2 separate regions of the Anas platyrhynchos genome follow, and region 2 is linked to region 1. The links are chromatin contacts, called in public Hi-C maps. All regions are on one chromosome and are shown on one strand. Each heading gives the region's core, a stretch centred on a gene start, on an enhancer-like site or on the middle of the called end of the contact. The rest is flanking DNA. Distances are from core to core; before and after follow the strand shown. Region 1 overlaps MAP4K5 (mitogen-activated protein kinase kinase kinase kinase 5). Region 2 holds the start of MAP4K5 (mitogen-activated protein kinase kinase kinase kinase 5).

Region 1 (3,928 bases), core at 569-3,068:
TTTTAGTGTGTTTTCATATAATGACTTGCTGTTTACTTTTCATCTGTTTCTTGTGGGTTTCAAATTTGTGAATTTAAGCATTTAGACAATAATGATATTTATAGTGGTAGTCATTTTATAGGCAAATTAAGTGTTGTGTACGTTATTTTGTTGTGCTACAACATGTGCTTCACTGTAGTAAGCATCGAAAGGACATTAGCAGAATGTTGCGTGTATTAAAGTTGACCATGTAATGTTTTGTAGTTGATAAGCTCCAGTTTGAGCCCCCTCTACGGAAAGAAACTGAAGCTCGGGATGAAATGGTAAGGACAAGTTTGTTTTTTCCTTCCTTTACTAAAATCATAGCACCTTCATTGTTTTGTGGTTCAACTCTAACTAATTTAAGTCTGAAGTACAGAGTCATGAGAAGGCTACTCTTGGTCCCTGGACAATTGAAACATTTTTAAGAAAATGAATTGCCCTCTATGCTTTGTGCAGGGAGTCACGCTCAGATGAGAAAAACAGCAAGTGCCAATTAATTTGATAATGTGGAGAGGCTGTTCTGCATTTGAGTCCCTGATCTTACCATCATCAGCTTATTTGCTGCTTGTTTCTTGGAACCCAGCCAACTTGCATGCAGACTTTTTGCCCCCTGTGAGCTGCTGCTGTTTATTCCAGTTCTCAGCAGTTTACTTCAGATCAGCTAATTAACGTTCTTTTGGGTCAGTGTGTGACTGTTTGAAAGGGCTCCATTTTTTAGTAAGTGTTGTGAATACCAACAGCTGCCATTAATTTTGATTTGGAGAAATCTGTGCTCAGCGTTCCAGAAAAATCCCAGTCCTATTTTTTTTAAAGCTGTGCTCGAGTTCACCAGGTGGTTACAAGTTCATCTTATTTGCATGTGATTTCAGAGACTTGTACATGTTGTTACTGATGAGGTCCCCTTGGTACAGTGGCAGGAATGCCCCCAGCCTTTCCTGACAGTATTTCATACGAGTTTGGAGGTAGCTGCACTATGTTCTCTTGCTGGAGGAGTGTCTTGGAAGTGCCCCGAGTGGAAAATCCTTACTGAGTTTTCACCATAAGTTTTTGCTTTCATGTTATTTAATGTTACTTGATACTGGCATTATACCATTTCCAGATGCTGCTTTTCACTCTGAATCTAAGAAGAAAATATCTTTTCGATAATTGTTTTGTAACTATATTTTAAAACATTACCTCACTTAGGAATTTTATTTATTGCTAATGGGTCGTTCTGGGAATCTCCCAGGCTTCTTCATGTGCTGTGAATTCAGTTTGATAGGAAAAAAAAAATGAAAATCTCTGCGTCCTCAGGTGGTGGCAGCTGGCAATGACTTTGCTTCACATTGGAATCCTTTTGTTGAAGGTGGAAGCAGCAGGTAAGTACAGAGTTTTAAAACATCTTGTATTTCTGTGACTTAATGTGAAAATATAGTCTGAAAGAAATAAATTGAGGTGGAAAATCCAACCTTAAGCCCAAATTTATATTTAATATTTATGAAATCAAAGGAGTTTTTACCCAGTTTTCAGTCATCCTTCTACTGTTGGTTGGTCATTGTCTTGGAGACTGGATTTTAATCTCTTTTAATGATGAACAGTAGTTTATTTTAAATTTATTGTAGCTCCCAGTTGCAGATGGAAAGCAAAGCATACACTTATGTCTGCCATGCTGAAATAACATTGCCAAAGCCAGTTTTCTGAAGCAAAATCAGAAACCTTGCAAGGGCTGAGTTCAAGATCCTGCACTACCCTTGCACGTCTCTTGTGAGCCACTTCTGTAGTTGTGACATCCTGTGGCAAGTATTTTCGCAGTGCTGGAGGTCAGGCCTTTGCCAGTAAGCGAAGGAGAAACCGCTTCTGAAGATCTAGTGGTGCGACTGCTGCTGTGGGTGTCTGCTTAGCACAATCTGTAATAACAGCTATGTAGTGTTAAGGGATGCAGTGTTTCAGGCAAAGATGCCCTCAAACTGATTTCCTCTGGGTTAAAGCAGGCCTGATGTAAGGGAGCACAACCGTGTCCAAGTTAGGACTGAATTTACCATGTATGTGGCTTCCTTTTGCTGCAAACTACCAGATTCTGCCTTTAAAGGCAACCTTTGAATTTGTGTTGAGTGATATGAATGTTTAGTAACAGCGATGCACATATGTAGGGAAAGATGGTATTTCAGTTCAAATAATTGCTAAGCTAAAAGAGTCTCTTTCCCATCTTTATTTGGAACCGAGCAGCACGCAGTAAATTTCTTTGGCTTTTTTGCAGATAAAGTCTTGCATAAGCTGTCAGCTGACACTCCAGTCCCCTGGAAGGCTGACCTTGTCATGTAGATTGCTAGTGTTTGGGTCTTTTTAAGTTCAACCCATTTTTCTTTTCTCACTGTCATCGTAGTAAAAGTTCAGGGTGGCTTTCTAGACCTTGCCTTTCTCTGTCCAGTAATGACAGTGGCTTCTTTCCTTCCTTTATTCATGTTTTTTTGCTTGTGTGACCCTGATGAACTAAAAGATTGCAAGCCTTTCTCATGAGTGGTGAGTTTTGTGCAGACAGCTGGAATCTGCAGGGTCGAAGAGCAGGGAGGGAGGCAAGCTCTGATTTCTCATCTTCATATCCTCCCTGCAAAGCGACTTACTGCTTTAATTCTGTTCCTGTCCCATTATTAAGATTGTCCATTCCAACCTATATTGCAGAAGGAATGTAGCTGTAGCAAACGTTGCTAGGGCTATGAATTTGTAAATAGATACAGATTGAGTACACAAGCTCTCTGATTGAAAGGAGAAGAGTCATAAAACTTCTGGATGGTCAGTCTGTGCCGCTCACTTGGAATCCACTTCCAGTTTAAAAAGATAAACAGGAAATGCATAGCTCCTCTGTCCCCAGCAAGTCAGAATAACACCAGGGATGTAAAGAGAGGATGCGTGCTGCGGGGAGACGGACAGCCAGACTTGCTTTTCATGTCCTTTGGCTTTTATCAGAGTAATGGCGATTGTTATGTTTGACTTGGGAATCGTTTCAGTGGAAAGAGGCATACCAGAAATTGTGCCTGAAGATGGAACGGACTGGTTGGCTCTTTCCGTCCTTATTGTAGCATTTTAAAATGACTTTCTGTATAGATTTTCTGTATTATAGAGGTGGTTTTTTGCTGATGGGTAGGCTTTTATTTAGTAGCTGCTTTTCCTTCAAAACAAATAAATGGTAGGGGAATTGTAGAGCAATCCATGTTTGCTTGGGTTAGTTTTTGGGTAATATGTTTTGATTTTCCCATTAGCTACCCCTGTAGCCATTCCTCACTGGGTGACGTGTGCTGTGGGACACGGAAGGATGTGTGTGGTGGTGTGGGATTTGGGGGTGTCTGCACTGGAGGCTGACTTGTCTGCAGAGTCTTGGATTGCACCAGGCTTCTGGAGAACCGAGACAGCCAGCCTGCAACCTTTTGTTGGCTTTGGAGGAAAAGTTCCTGCTGTTATGTCTGTGCCTTGAGCATACAACACTCAAGGAAGCAATTTTCCACTATTTCTTCTTTGTAAAGGCTTTTCTCCTTTTGTAACTTCCTCAGGTTTCCTTTTTTTTTTTTTTTTGTTGGTTCTATTATTAGGCATTTCAGCAATATTTAAAATACCACGTAGGAAGAGGAAAGATTAGCTGATGGTATCTAGTGTGGAAGAGAGCTGAAATGATTCTTTGGGGGTGGGGGGTGAGGGAGGGAGGGAAAGGAAGCGACTGTGCTGAATTGAAAAGGGCTTAATGCAGCAAGAGAGAAGCACTGTGTTTTGTAAAGGGCTGGGAGATGCTCGTTACAAAACTAAACGATGTTTTCACCAATCAGTTTGGTTGCACATGCCAGCCTTAAAGCAGAGCTCCTAATGTTCTAAACATTTCACCTAGGGGACTGCTTACAAAATTTGGCGATGGGAGTGAAGATGTGGAAGAGTGAGTGAA
Region 2 (3,633 bases), core at 79-2,578, 46 kb before region 1:
TGCGAATTTCTTTAAGTTAGCAGTCACATGCTTCCCCGCCTCTTTGGAAGCAAGATAGTTTACATTTCGGAGCCTGCTTCTGAAACACACCGTTTCAAACGAGCCCATAAATCAAAACCCAATAAAATCAGATGCGACTGTGCAATTCCCGAGTGGCTGCATAAGTTGTCTTTAGTTTAACCTCAAACAGTCCAATAATCCTAATGAGTTCTGCTGGAGAGCCTGTGTTTTGAAGGGAAAGCTTATGCAATCAGCTGGGCTGGTTCAGGTACGTGCATGTGGCATTTCTAAATGTGCTGAAGCAAGCTAAAAATCCAGACTCCATTTTAAACTGGGAATCAGCACCTAGCTGCTTTGTCCATAGGCTAGATTGGACCTGGTTGGGCTGTCTCCCTGCCAAGGAGGCAGAATTTGTTCTCCAGTAACCGGTCCGGTGTCCTGAACACCAGAAAGGCTCATACATCTGGCATCCATTTACTTTTTTTTTTCTACCTCGCTTTTGCAAACATATTTCCTGCATTGAGTATGTGGTATTTCTTGCACCTAGAAACTCACACCTCCTTTTAGGCCTTAATGATTTTACTGTGCAGCAAAGACTAATGCTAATTCCAGCATCCCTCTACCCTTGCCGCTGCCTTTCGGTTTATTAAATTGTTTCGCACTCAAGAGACTATCGGGGGGGTTTACTCAGAAATTCGGCTGTTTTGCCGAAAATAATTATTCTCCAAAGGCAGAAAGGCAGATACAGCACTCCTGCCACCTCACACTTTCAAAGTGCTTCTGAGTTTGGCAGCCCAAGGAGACGAGCCCCAACAGGCCTCAGCTAATTCTTGTGTGCCTATCATCGCACTGGCTGCCTGTGGTGTTCGATTTGCCCAGGACAGGCGTTATGTGATGATGTGGCTGCGAGGTTACGATCCAGAGCACGAAAATTTGGGAAGCCCTACACTTGTCCCATGTCCTTGGCGTGTGGCAATGGGTGAATTGCCCTCGTCCCTGTGCTGGGAGCTGGGTTTTGCTGTGTGATGAGCCCTGACAGGGGCTCAGGCATCAGCCAGAAGGCTCAGTGCTGTTCAGACAGCAGCATACACAGAGTTTATATAATAAATATATAAGTTTATTTATGTGGTGAATTGAAGCTGGAGGAGAGCCCTCAGCCCCACAAGGCGGGGAGCAGCCAAGCACCGTGCGCTCCCCTCTGGAGGGGCTCACAGCCGCTGCCCCCTCCGGCCTCAGGAGCCTCGGGGAAGGGCCTGAGGGTGCAGGGAAGAGGAGGAGGAGGAGGAGGAGGAGGAAGAGGAGGAGGAGGAGGAGGAGGAGGAGGAGGAGGAGGAGGGCGGGCAGGCAGCGGGCGGCCGCGCTGTGGCGCTGCGGCGTCGCGGCAGGCCCGGCCCGGTGCTGTCCGTCCCGGCCTGGCCCGTCCCGGCGCTGCGTGCGGGAGGAAGAGGAGGAGGAGAAGAAGGACAGGAGGAGGAGGAGGAGGAGGAAGCTGAGGCTCTCGCTCTCCGCCGGGACAAAGGGCCAGCGGGTGCGCAGGCAGGGCCCGGCCCGGCCTCCCCGCGGGCCTCCAGGGGCCGCCCCGCCGCTGCCCCGCCGCCCTTGGGCGCTTTCGGGGCCGGGCTCTGCGGCTCCTCCGCCGGCCTTTGTCCGCCCTCAGCCCCCTTCCCTCAGCCGGAGCCATGCGGGCCAGCGGCTGAAGCCCCCGGGCCGTGAGGCGAGACAAGGGAGGGAAGGGAGGGCCCGCCGCGATGGAGCCTCCGGCTCGGCCGAGCGGGGACATCCTGAGGCGGAACCCGCAGCAGGACTACGAGCTGATCCAGCGGGTGGGCAGCGGCACCTACGGAGATGTCTACAAGGTGAGAAAAGGGCTGTTTTGATTTGTTTTTTTGGTTTTTTTTTGGCCCTCCCCGGGTGTTCCCCCCGGCTGCCCCAGCCGGGCTGGTGCTGGAGGCTCGGGGCCGTGAGGGCTGCGGGCGCCGCTTTTCCGCCTGGCTGCTGGGGAAGGCAGAGGGGATATCGGCTTGCCCTGCCTGTTCCTCGGTTAAAGCACCCGATTAAAAGGGTGCGAGTTTATCCCCGGGGTTAATAATAGCGTGCGGAAAGGCAGAAGCAGATTAGGGCTGGTTAGAGGCAGGGGCTGGGTGAGGGCTCGCTGCTGGAGTCCCAGAGATGCTCCTGGAACTGCAGGTAACCGTGTCTGAAATTTTTAACCACAAATGTGTGAAACAAGAGGCGTAGGCACAGCACGTCCCTTCCTCAGAAAGATGCAAGCCCCTTCTGTAGGCACCAGGGATGCTCAGCGACCTCAGGAGTCGGGCTGCTTGTAAAGAAATCGTTCACGTTTTCGGCCTGTGCCGTGGCAATCCGAATTATCGGGCTTCGTGGGAAGGGCAGCAGTGCTGTTTGGCTTCACACCGCTGCTGAGTGTGTTTTAAATAGACCTGGCACAGCCAAAGGTACAGGAAGAGGTGCTTTATGCTGCCACATGAAAGGCGCAGGTAATTGCCTCGTGCTGGGGGAGGGCTCTTTGCTAATGTTCAAATTGAAGTTTTATAGCTGCGTCCCGTTCCCACCACCCCTTTGAAATGGTTGCTCGTGGCCTCGGGGAGTTATTTTTAACAGTTTTCACCGTGCCGAATATTTACCTTCTTATTTTCCTAGAGCGCCGCGCACGGATCAGTCAGCTGCTCCGCTAGGGAACCTGGCCCCAAATGCCCCAAAAGGACGTTTCGGGTGTCCTAAATCTGAAGCTCAGCGCGCCTTCAGCTAGCGTGTTGGGGCACAGCACGGGGCAGCCCGATGAGAAATGACGAGCTGTGTCGCAGGGAAATGTTTTCGTGCCATCCCTTTGCTCTCCGTGGGGAAAAAAAAAGAAATATTCTGCTTTTCATTATCCTGCTAATTAGCGGAGAGCTGTGCTGACATGTCATACAGTTTCCGGTTCCGGAGCTGGTCGAATGCATGGCTCTGCTCTGGGCCATGTAAACAGAGCCCTTTTTTTAAATAAATCACCTCCTCCTCCCAAATCCTCCTTTATTTGGGTTGTGAAAAATGCCCCTTCTACTCTGAACGGGTCCCGGGCAGGAATAAACCTCATAGTGCAACCTGACAAATTTAAATCAAAGCCTTTGCCAGAGGTATGCCCCTACAGCAAGTATAAAGTTAATGAGTTTAAAGTAGTTTAGGAGCCTGCATTTGTTTCTAGGTCACCGGTTTGCTCTTTGTTTTTATAAAGCCCTGCAAACAGGGAGGAACTGTGTCAAGGGAGTGCTCAATAGGGTGGCCCAGGCACTTAGGGCAAATATGCAGAGCCAACTTATTCCTGCAAGTCATTGATGTGGTGTTAATTTTGAGAGTAACGAAGGTAAACCTCTTTTCTTGCGAGCAGTTACCTGTTAGCATTGTACTTTTAATTTTCTCTGTCCGTGCTGAGTCTCTTCTTAGCGCAGATGTCACATCTTGTGCGTGCTGAGGGCTGCCAGTTGTGTTTATAAAATGCATTTCTTGGTCAATATCTGATTGTTGTTCTGTCTCGGAGCTCAGGCAAGGCTTGCTAGAGAGCGCTCTGAAATTAAAATGGAATTTTCCTCTCACCTCTTCAAGTGGTTTCCCTGCTCCATCACCGATAATGAG

Evidence for each region. A called contact is a pair of places that touch in the nucleus more often than the background predicts.
Region 2: a Hi-C map of subcutaneous adipose tissue shows a contact between it and region 1, with 2.2 times the contacts expected there. The contact joins the promoter of MAP4K5 here to the enhancer-like site in region 1. A contact is called at or near these places in 2 of 8 Hi-C or Micro-C datasets (skeletal muscle and subcutaneous adipose tissue).

The regions. Positions count from the first base shown.
Region 1 is chr5:3,048,836-3,052,763 of IASCAAS_PekinDuck_T2T, reverse strand. It overlaps MAP4K5 (mitogen-activated protein kinase kinase kinase kinase 5), which reads left to right. Exons shown (of 31, transcript XM_072038060.1): 14 at 244-302; 15 at 1,315-1,379. Among named protein-coding and RNA genes, the nearest start is that of CDKL1, 23 kb to the right of the region's middle. Within about 2 kb of position 1,818, at least 2 of the 8 cell types and tissues checked have an H3K27ac peak or open chromatin away from gene starts, as enhancers often do.
Region 2 is chr5:3,094,505-3,098,137 of IASCAAS_PekinDuck_T2T, reverse strand. It overlaps MAP4K5 (mitogen-activated protein kinase kinase kinase kinase 5), which reads left to right and starts at 1,328. Exons shown (of 31, transcript XM_072038060.1): 1 at 1,328-1,856. The coding sequence starts at 1,749.